Regions from separate parts of the Mus musculus genome. Here all the other regions are linked to region 1. A link is a contact called in public HiCAR-type and promoter capture Hi-C data. All regions are on one chromosome and are shown on one strand. The core of a region is the stretch at or near the end of the contact, and the rest is flanking DNA. Distances in the headings are between cores, read along the strand shown.

Region 1 (3,541 bases), core at 639-3,138:
TTCAGGAGTCACCCCACAAACCACATGAACACCAACCTCAGTCAAACAGGGATGGTTTATTAAACAACACACCGTAGGACTGACTGACACAGCTCAGACTTTGGGAACTATGACCCCAAACATTTCTCAGGGCCAGCTTATAAAGGCTAAAACAACTAAAACCACAATGAGCTCATATGCCAATGTTGGAAGTCACATAACAGTTCTTTAATTTGATAGGTCCTACTGGTGAAGCTTATAGTTGTGGAATTTCTTAAGATTAACAAACGTCATAACCTCGGAACATAACAAGGTATGTGGTCAGCATGACCCTGCTTTGAGTCAAGTTATTTTTCTGTGTTAATGACTGGTACCCATATTACTGCAACAATATGAAATAGCTGGCAGGCATGGAACAAAATGTCTACAGCTATGTTACGGCAGGAGACCTCAACAGACATAACTTACAGGAAAGGACTAGAGAGGGATGTGAGAAAAACCATCTTCTAATTCACTCCATTTTCCATGTTCACAGCAAGGCACACACTTACACACCATCCAGCTAGAATTAACCCTGAACTGCTTGAAAATGTTAAAAATCTAACCTCTGGACAGGTTGAGATCCACAGAAATAAACAGAAGTATAGAGACCTGCCTTATCAAAAAAAGACGACCTCAAACAGGCCACACTAGACTCTGAGATAGTTGACACTGGTTGCAACTCTCTCTCCGTTTCTGCATAACTTCAGCATGCTTAAAGTTTCAAAAAGAAAAGCTTTGTTGTGCATACTAGTCATGCTCACAGTTCTTCGGGCACACACATGCCAACCAAACTTTTGGATAGCAAAGGGGAGATTGGCAGACTTACAGTCCAGAAAGCAGGAGAAAAAGCAACCGTGGTTTTCAGAAGAGATTATTCAAACTAAGGTGTACACATTCAAATTATTTCTCAAGCTTTTTCAGGAAAAGACAAACGAGGTGGAGTTATACTTACAAGTTTCCAGCAGCTTCAGTCCAGTAGCCAGCCCTTAATGCCTGCTGTCATCCGGATCCCAGGCACTATTTTGAAGTTCCTGGTCTCTCGATCTGGAGTAGGGCACAAAAGAAAAAAAAAAAAAAGATGTTAAGAACTTGAGAAGTGGAGACGGGTCAGACTTGTGTTCCCGACACTACTGTGCTACCAATGCCCACCCTGGAGGGTGGCGTTATCCGTCCCCCCCCCCCCCAATCCGGATGAGTTCCAGCGTCTTCAGCCTCGGTGTCTAGAAATGCAGTCGCCCCATCTCCAAACCGGATCCAATCCCCAGGGGTTAGTTAGTGACCCTGTACTGACGAGAGCGCCCTGGGAAGCCGGTTCCTGGGGGAAGCTCGAGTAGCCCCTCCGTTATACTCTCGGACCTACATCTTTCGGGTCTCCCCGGACCAAGGTACCTCAAGACAGTGCGTGTAAAGGCCAAAGGGGTAGTCCTTGTCCCCACAGACAGGCCCTGCGACCCCGCGGCCGCGGTCACACACAGTCGCCCATCCTTACCGAATTCAACCTCCGCGCGGGCTCCCGGCACGAGGCTGCCAGCCTATGAGGAGCTTGCTTACGCCCCCTTACCTCACGCCGCAGCCTCGCGAGACCTTGACTCCTGACCCGCCCTCTGTCTTGGGCCCAGAAACCGGAAGTCCCGCCCTCCGGTAGCTCCGGTTCCGGCTCAATCCGGCTCTGGCTCGCTCCGGCTCCGGCTCCGGCTTTCGACCGCAGCTCTACAGGGAGACCGCTGAGGAGACCCTGAGAACAGCCACAAGTGACTTGCCCAGGCCTTTGATCTCGAACAGCGGCATGCGATCACCCTTGCGCCTAAGACCACAGGCCGATTTTCGCGCTCCGCCCATGTCACCAGCCCGCCTCCATCCGTCGCTTAGACCACGCCTTTTCCTCCGGGCTGTACCACTAGCTCCTTCTTATGGGTGATGCCGTTACCATGGTGCCGAAGCCTGGCTGGGTCACGTCACGTCACGTCCCCTCTTTCGTTAGACTTTCTTATTGGCCTATCAGAGCTTGGCTTGAGAGCAAGCTATGAGCCCGCCTCTCAAAGAGACCTCTTTTCCCCTGCAAGCATATTTTACTGCTTTAAGTCTAAGACACCTCAGAGGTTCCCTAATCACCTACCGTGGCCTTCACCTTGGCCGCCCCTCTCTCGCCAGATCGAGTGTCTCTCTTGAAAAAGGATACCCCAAAGTCCCTCTTGAAAACAGTCCAAATTCTAGATGCTAAATAAATAAATAAATAAAAAGTAAAGTAATGACACTTTTATTTTTTCGTGTTTCTGCCAGTGGTAATTTATGAGCAGAAACCGATGGGAAACAAAACTGCTTGCCCAGTGGTGGGGTTCAGTGGTGGAACTGAAACCTCGCAATTCCTTTTCGTGCCTTTTTTTTTTTTTTTTTTTTTTTTTTGGTTTTTCGAGACAGGGTCTCTCTGTGTAGCCCTGGCTATCCTGGAACTCACTTTGTAGACCAGGCTGGGCCTCGAACTCAGAAATCTGCCTGCCTCTGCCTCCCAAGTGCTGGGATTAAAGGTGTGCGCCACCATGCCCGGCTTTTTCGTGCCCTTTTAATGAGACCTGGGGAGCCAACCCAGTGTTTCTTCCAGCCTCTCACTCAGCAGGCTTTAAATTTTAGACAGGTACGTGGAGGAAGCACACTGCCCTTCTAGTTCTTATGACTTTTTCTAGGCACCAGCTCTCCCTCATACTATGAAGCTCTCTAGACTGCACCACACTTTCATCTCTGCTTTGAAGCCCTCCACCCCTACCCCATACTCCGACATTACTCTTATAATTTGGCTCCCACAGAGACAATGCTAACCCAAAAAACTCTGAATGGGCACACAGGGAGGAAAAAAACCGTTCCATTCGCTCTTTGTTCCTACATTCAAAATCTGTGACTATATTCTGAAAGTACAAGAAGCCTGAAAGAATCTTGAAGTTCTTTGCTTCAAGGACAAGATAAATAAATAAAAAAAGATGTGATAAGAGACTGGATAGGTGGAACCAGTGCTTGGTAAGAGCTGGTGTGTTGATCCAATCGGCAGGAGTAGCTGGGAGCATGAAACCACTGGCCATTTCCATAGTAGTTACTACAGCCCTCACACAATCAAATTCTCAACAAATATTCACTGACAATATCGCCTTTTCATTTGTGTGGAGGGTTACAAGTTTCCCCTCCATCACACAAAGATTAGTTCCATGTGTCAGCAGTCACGATTTTGTGATCACTTTAAAATATGAGTTTCCCTCTCCTCCACTTTCCACCCTTGTGTGGCTTGAAGACAGTGTGTGTATGCACAGGGTAACAATCCTGACCTTAGACGAGCACAGAGTAAAGAACAGGTTTTTGGTGTGTGTGTGTGTGTGTGTGTGTGTTTTGAGACAGGGTTTCTCTGTGTAGCCAGGCTTCAAATTCAGCTATTCACCTGCCTCTGCAGTCCAAGTGCTAGAACTACAGGTGTCTGCCCCCACCTCCAGTTTTTTTTTTATAACTCTAAATATTTTTTTTAAGATTTATGTTACGG
Region 2 (3,541 bases), core at 416-2,915, 1.3 Mb before region 1:
TTATTCTAGAACAAGGTGGACAAGCTCCAGTCCTTTAAATCTCGCCCACCAAGGGGCTTTTGCATGGCCCTGAAGCAAAGCATGATTTTTTTCATTTCCAAGTGATTGAAAAAAAAAACACAGAGAGAGAATATTTTGTGACCTGTGAAAAGTACACAGAGTTCAGATTTCAGTGTCTATAGTTTTGCTGGAAGATGGCCAGGCTTATCCATATTTTCTATGGCTGTTGTGTTACAACACCGAAGGCTGCCTGACCCCTGTCAAAAAAAAAAAGTTTGACCACCAGTGTTCTAGAACTCGGAGGACCCATGCTACTCCACTCTTCTAACCGCCCCCCTCCCGCCTCCAGCCACCTCTTCAGCGTTAGTCACCAGCAAGATTCTTGGAGCTGACATGGAGGGAGGGCGTTATAATAATGAATTGTACCACATGGGAAAACAAGAGACCCAAGACAGTAAATTTCTATATAAGGGAACGTGACTGTTTCTGTCACATACTAGAGTAACGTCTGAGTTGGTTTCTCGATCAGAAAAGAGAGCATCCTCGAGGCCTCTGCATGGTTGCGTTTAAGCATGAAGGCACTTGGAAAGCTATCAAGGGAACAAATGTTCCGGGGGTGTTTCTGCAAGGAGAGCCTCTGAGTTTAGATGTAGACTGTGGTTCCCTTTAAGCGTAGGCGCCTGGGCCCCTCTGCTCTGGCCCTCTTTTTCTCCCTGGGATCATGTGGCTTTCTCTTCACCCCCCCCCCCAAGGCTAAAAAGCTTCAGAGAAATGCAGAGCTCAGGTATGCAGGCCTAGATTAGCCCAGCCCAGCTCTCTCCAGTTCAGCAGCCAGCTGCAGGGTCAAAATGGGACCCCTTCAGGTGACAAGAATGACTCAGCAGGGGCCTAGGCAGGAACTGAGATAGGGAAGCAGTGGCAGGCACAAAATCCCCTGCAGCAGCAGGAAGCTAAAGAACCAGTAGGTTAAGGACGCACAAAGGTGAACATACAAAAAGTCATTTAAGTCAACTTTCGACGAGGGGCGGATTGAAGGCCTGCGCCATCGCAGGCCTTAAATAAAGGTCTGCCCAGCTTCTGGGAGAAAAAAGAAAAACCCGCCCAAGGTCTCTCCTAAAGGTCCCTTTCGCTTATGACAAATGTCACCAGAGCTCGACTGGGCCCTCGATACAGTTGAATGGGGGAGCCTTTGAGGGGTGCAGAAAACTGCGTGGCCGTGATTATCTGGGAGACTTTGCGGGCAGTGTAATCTCTCGAGACCAGGAAACCATTTTCCTCACTGGCTCTGAGATTTTGCTTTGCTAAGGCGGCTGCAGCTTCCCTGCCCCCCTCGCACACCCCCGCCGCCGCCGCCGCCGCCGCGGCTGCTGCTTTAAGCAACCACGCCCCGCGGGCCCCAGGCTTCTTGGCCCTGGGGCTCGCAGCCCCCGCGCAGCCTGCACACCGCGCTCGCATCCGCCCCACCCCCGCGCGGGCCCAGCCGCCCCCGCGGCCAGCCTGGGGAGTGACGCCTCGCGCCTGCGCCTCGCCGACTTCCTGCCGCGGAACGCCCCACCCACTCTCGAGAAGCCCACCCCCGGAGAGCGCGTCAGACCCTCCCGTCGCACGCTATTGGTCCAAGCCGCCGAGCCGTTGGCTCCCAGGCCCGCCTCTTCTCCGCCTCTCCAATTTCCCAGGGCGGCTGCGCCTGCGCTCAGCTGCCTGGGCGGGCTGAGAGGCGCGGGTTGAAAAGTCTCGTTCCAAGTTTGGCGAGAGGGAGAGAGAGGAGAGCGGCTCAGACCTCGCTACCCGCCAGCGGGGAGGAGGCAGAAGAGGAGATCGCGGCGTCTGGGGGGAGAACCCAGACGGCCAGACCGAACTCAGGCTTTTCCGAGCGAGGACTGCGTGACGTGCCTGGGAGAGGCAAGGAGCGCCTGCCGGGCTGCTCTTGACTAGCGAGAGAGAAGTCCGAGGCGGCCAAGGGGGGCGAAACGACCCGACGCAAGATGGCGAGTAAAGAGAGTAAGGATGCCTGCCCTGTGGGGCGGGCGGGCGTGCGGGCGCCGGGACTCCGGGGGGCTGGCGGGCTCCCGAGGCCTCGGCACGCGCTGACGAAAGGCGCGAATTGGCGTGAGGAGCAGGGGGCGGGGCTGGGCGCGAGACTCGCCGCGCGCCTGCAAGGGGGCCTGCGCGACACGGGGCCTGGTCGCCGCCGAGGGCCGGGAGCATTTCCGGAGCCGGGCGCGGGGGCCGAGAGAGAGGCCCCCCTTCCCCCACCCCCACCCCCACCCCGCGGCCTAGCTCCCTCCGACGCCCTTGGCTCGGGGGCGCAGGCGCTCGCGGCCCGAGAAGTCAGCGGCGGGCGCGGATTCTTCCGTGCGCGTGGTCGTCGTCCGTCTGGGGTCGCGGCCCGTGTCCGTGTCGGGAGGGGGGGGAGGAGCTGGATCCCGCCGGACTATGGCTGCCGATCGTGGCTTGGTGGGGAGCTGGGGCCTCCTGCGAGGGTGGGGGGTGGAGGGAGCAGGCCTGTGGGCTGCTGCTGTTCCACGTGGATTGGATCTATTCGAGTGGGTCGGGGCACCGGTTTACAATGCGGATCATCGTAGAACAGGTGCGAGCGGCTATAAAAAGGCTGACGAGCTCGGTGGTAGGGCAATTAATGACCCAATTCGGGTAAGCGCCGGAATCCCGATCTTGGAAGTGGAGGCGAAAACGCTTCCTGATGTTGATCTTCTCACTTTGTGGGAGAGCAGTTCGTGTGAGCAGGATAGGTAAAAGGAAAGAATAGATAAGGTGTGGCCGTCTCGAGGTGACCTCCAGGATCCGTAGCCATGCCTTTGACTCCGAGCCTTCTCAGCCACTTAATTGTGGGCTTTCTCCAAATTTCAGTGTTTGAAGATACTGTGGAGGAGCGTGTCATCAACGAAGAGTATAAAATCTGGAAGAAGAATACACCGTTTCTGTATGACCTGGTTATGACCCATGCTCTTCAGTGGCCCAGTCTTACCGTTCAGTGGCTTCCTGAAGTGACTAAGTAAGGGTTTCTGCCAACTTCTATTTTGTGTAGATTTAAGTACCATGTTAAATTTCTAGGTATTGTTAATGTTATTTTACACACAGAACATAAATACCTAATTGGTTAGGCCGAGGGTGAGGCGGCAAGTGGTTGTTCAAAACTTAAGATGGTTTCTATCGTAGAGGTGTGTTGAGAGGAGAGAATATTGTGTAATACTGTGTATAGGAAACGATGACTATTTTGCCATTCCATGACCAACATCTCTGGACTCTAGATCAATACATTATTTTCAAACTTAATAGGAAAGATTACATACATAACAAATTAAAAGCTATTATGGCTTGATGCATTAAGTGATTTTCTTGAATATTTGTAAGATTTGGCATAATTACTGATATTTATGGAGCACTTAGAATAATAGAACCTGACACATCTGAAGAGTTTAAGCCTCATAACAGAACTACTGTTGCGATTCAGAGATTTACCAGTGAGGAAAGGGGATGAGAATTTTAAGCACGGTGCTCAAGCGCTCACTACTGGCGATCT
Region 3 (3,541 bases), core at 701-3,200, 1.1 Mb before region 1:
TCCTCATAGGATTATAGATGGGTGCCACCACAACCGGCTTTCTGTGAGTTCAGGGGAGGCAAACTTAGATAGGTTCTTACACTTGTACTGCAAGCACTTTGTTTGGTAAGCCAACTCCCGGCCCCAAAATATAATTCTCAAAGCACACATTGTACAGATACCAGGGTCACCCAGAACTCTCTTTTCAGGTTTATGTACTTTATTGCATGCTGTTATACGTCAATTATAAAAGTACATTTTATATCGGAAGTTAGCTAATGTGATTTTTGTCCTTGGAATGGCATTGTTAGTTAATTGAAGTCAGTGAGAAACAGCCCAGGGTCGGTCAGTATGAAAGGCAATCCCTTTGGGCTGGTGAGATGGCTCGGCAGGTAAAAGTACTTGCCACCAAGCCCGATGACCTGAGTTCAGTCCCCAGAAGCTATGGGGTGGGTCGAAGGAAAGAACAGACTCCTTCCTGTAAGTTGTCCTTTGATCTCCACATGTGCACCGTGGCACACGAATGCCACCCCACACACAATAAATGAATTAAAAAGATAAAAGTAAAATGTTGTGTGTTGAAGGACAAATTCAGAAGGCAGTACAGCTTGAGATGGGGCAGATGAGGTGAGAGAGATGTGGGTATGCTGCTGACGCTTTGCCTATGGGTCTTCACGGAACACAAACGGTGACGTGCTAAAAGCACAGAGAATTGACACAAAGTTCAGACAGAGCTCAGGTAGGGAATGGGTGACAACTTGTTTGATAGTGTCACAGACCTTAGGTCTTAATTAGTTATAGTCAAGTCTCACACATATATCAAGGCGCCCAGGAAGGGAAGCAAATCTTAGTCTGTGTTGAGTGTGGTTTTCAAACTAAGTGTCAGTTCCTGGAGCAGACGTGCGTCTGGATTGTCCAGTTAACAAGATTGAATACTGCTCAGTCTAATACCTTTGTTGCCAGCAGGACAACTGAATTTAGGATGTAGGCGACAAGCCTAAGGTGTGTGGCTAAAGTGAAAATGATGCTTTTCTTTTTTCTTTTCGTTTCATTTCTTCACTCTGTGTATGAGTGTGTGTGTGTGTATTCTGTCTGTTGTCTGAAAAGGGCATCTGGTCCCCTGGAACTGGAGTTACAGACAGTTTTGAGCCACTGTGTGGCCACTTGGAATCAAACAGGGATCCTCTGGAAGAGCAGCCAGTGCTCCTAACTGCTGAGTCATCTCTGGTCCCCAAGTGTAACATCTTAAGAGAAGACTTCAGGGGCTAGGGAGATGGTTCCATCACTAAAGTAACTGCTGGGTAAGCATGAAGGCCCAAGTTCAGATCCCCAGGAGTCATGTGAAAGTTAGGTGAGGTGGTATACATCTGTCACCCCAGCAGTGGGGCACGGGAGGGGCTGGGAGGAGACAGGCAGATCCCCAGAGCTCATGGCCACCCGGCCTATCCAAATCAGTGAGTTTTAGGGCCAGTGAGAGACCCTGTCCCAAAAAGTAAGGTAGAGAGTGATTGAGAAAGACACCAGACAAGGACTGCTGGCCTCCACTCATGTGAAATGCACACATGCATATACCCATATGAAGATGTATGTATACCATGCACACACTTAACAGATGTTTATGTATATGTTAAATAATACTCAGTATTAAAAGAGAGAGAGAGAGAAAGAAAGCTTCAATCCTTTCAGGGATCTTGCCTGCTTTTTCTCAGTAAGAAAAAGAGCTTGCCTTGTACAACTTTAAGTCCAGCACTCAAGTCAGCTGGTGGATCTCTGAGTTCTGTGTCAGCCTGGTCTACAGAGTGAGTTCCAGGACAGGCAGGGCTACACAGAGAAACCCTGTCTTGAAAAAACAAAACAAACTAACCAACTAACCAACCAACCAAACAAATGAGGAGAGCTTGACTCGAGTGGTTGGTTCTATTTGTTGTAAGAGAAGGAGGTGTGGTTTGTCCCTGAAAGAACAGAGCTGGGAGGCCAATTAGGAGGACACTGAGTGAATACTGAGTTGAGGTAGAAGCCCTGGCCCTGGCCCTGGCCCTGTGAAGTGGTTAAGTCTGAGAACTGAAAGAAACGGGGATGTGGGAGAACACAATTTTAGGGGCTAGAAAAGTGACTGTTGTTTTATTTTTTTTCTTGTCTAAGCCTGATACAGCGAAACTGCCTCCTCTTTCTAATGCGATTAGATTATTAGGAAGTTCAAAACAAACAAGCAAATAGAACTACAAATACCCTTGCCTGGGTTAATGAGGTGATTTACTAAGGAGTCTTATGTCTATACCACAGCACTTTGTAACCATACAGAGACCTGTTCAAGAGGAAAACGGTGGGGTCCTTAAGGGGTACCACACTGCTGCCAGCCTTCCCATAGCCCCTGCCAGGGTCCATATTACTGGGCGTGGAAGGTAGGTGAGGGATTTGGGGGGCTCTCGTCCTAGCTTTTTGCTGTTGTTTGCTGGGAAACCCTTTGCTGAAGTGTGCTTGTGAATATGGAGGCTCATGAGTACCCCCTTCATCCTTAAAGGGTAGGATGTCATGCCCTTCTTATCAGACTGGCTCTTTCCTGACCCCTGACTAGGGTAGTGGCTCTGAGACACTCACTGTTTTCCAAAAGCCCCTCGTGCCTCAGATCTCCAGCACTGGAGCCGCGTACTTACTTGTGGCTACAGCTTCTGCCTTGGAATCACTGAATAAGAAGAAGGCCTCATAGGGTTCTTCTGAGAGCGAGCTGGATTCCATGTGGAAGTCCCTAGGCTGCTGTCTAGCACATACAAGGTATTGCTCTAGTGGGGCTGTTGGGATAGTCAGCAGGTAGCATTTACTGTATTCATCTGTGAGCCTGTCACAGATTACCCCAAACTTCAATCTGTGACCTGTTGGTAAGACCGGGGGTCATCTGGGCATGGTGGCACATGCCTTGGATGCCAGCACTTGGCAGGCAGAGGTAGTATTGGAGCTCTGTGAGTTTAAGACCAGCCTGGTCTACATAGCAAGTTCCAAGCTAGTCAGAAATAAATAATGAGATTCTGTCTCAAGAAATAAATTCAAAAAAACAAAACAAAACTCAAAAGATCGGTAGTCAGGGGCTAGGAATGTGGTGGCTCAGTTTGTTGAGTGCTTGCCAGGAATTCATGAGTTTCTGGGCGTGATCCCCAGCAGCAACCAAAGCAGCCATGGGGGTACTACATGTCTTGAGATCTCAGCTTTCAGGAGTTAGAAGCAAGAAAGTCAGGACTTCGAGGTTATTCTCAGCTCCATGGTGGGTTTGAGTTGAGCCTGGGCTGCCTGAGACCTGGTTTCAAGAAAACAAGAAACCCACAACTACAAATAGATCCTGGGTGGCGCATGACTGTGTTGTTGGCACTTAGGAGTCACACACAGAAGAACCACCACAAATTTCAGGCCTACCACGGCTACAGTTAAGACCCTGTCTTGAGAACAAAGGAAAACAACAATAAAGAATGGGAATCAGCTGCACTAGGGGGTGTGGCTCCTTGGTGGCGTGCTTGCCAATCACGTATGAGAGCCTGGTGAAGCTCAGCACACGGGTGGGGTAGGAATGAGA

What was found. Promoter capture Hi-C pulls out the DNA fragments that hold promoters and counts their contacts. HiCAR-type assays count read pairs that join an accessible place to other places.
Region 2: a promoter capture Hi-C map of pre-B cells shows a contact between it and region 1, with 14 times the contacts expected there. The contact joins the promoter of Rbbp7 here to the promoter of Siah1b in region 1. A contact is called at or near these places in 4 of 39 promoter capture datasets (frontonasal cranial neural crest, liver and pre-B cells), 2 of 115 datasets of contacts at active chromatin or transcription factors (double positive thymocytes and large pre-B cells) and 1 of 9 other capture datasets (liver).
Region 3: a contact with region 1 is called in a HiCAR-type map of astrocytes, with 5 times the contacts expected there. The contact joins the enhancer-like site here to the promoter of Siah1b in region 1. A contact is called at or near these places in 4 of 39 promoter capture datasets (cranial neural crest, liver and pre-B cells), 1 of 484 Hi-C or Micro-C datasets (cortical neurons) and 1 of 115 datasets of contacts at active chromatin or transcription factors (astrocytes).

The regions. Positions count from the first base shown.
Region 1 is chrX:164,074,605-164,078,145 of GRCm38.p6, forward strand. Siah1b (siah E3 ubiquitin protein ligase 1B) reads right to left here and starts at 1,889. Exons shown (of 4, transcript NM_001308385.1): 1 at 1,583-1,889; 2 at 974-1,065.
Region 2 is chrX:162,758,707-162,762,247 of GRCm38.p6, forward strand. Rbbp7 (retinoblastoma binding protein 7, chromatin remodeling factor) reads left to right here and starts at 1,666. Exons shown (of 12, transcript NM_009031.3): 1 at 1,666-2,001; 2 at 2,869-3,013. The coding sequence starts at 1,986.
Region 3 is chrX:162,988,476-162,992,016 of GRCm38.p6, forward strand. All of the region lies in intron 14 of Ctps2 (cytidine 5'-triphosphate synthase 2), which reads left to right. Among named protein-coding and RNA genes, the nearest start is that of S100g, 26 kb to the left of the region's middle. Within about 2 kb of position 1,951, at least 39 of the 459 cell types and tissues checked have an H3K27ac peak or open chromatin away from gene starts, as enhancers often do. A contact at or near this core is called in astrocytes, where this site is marked.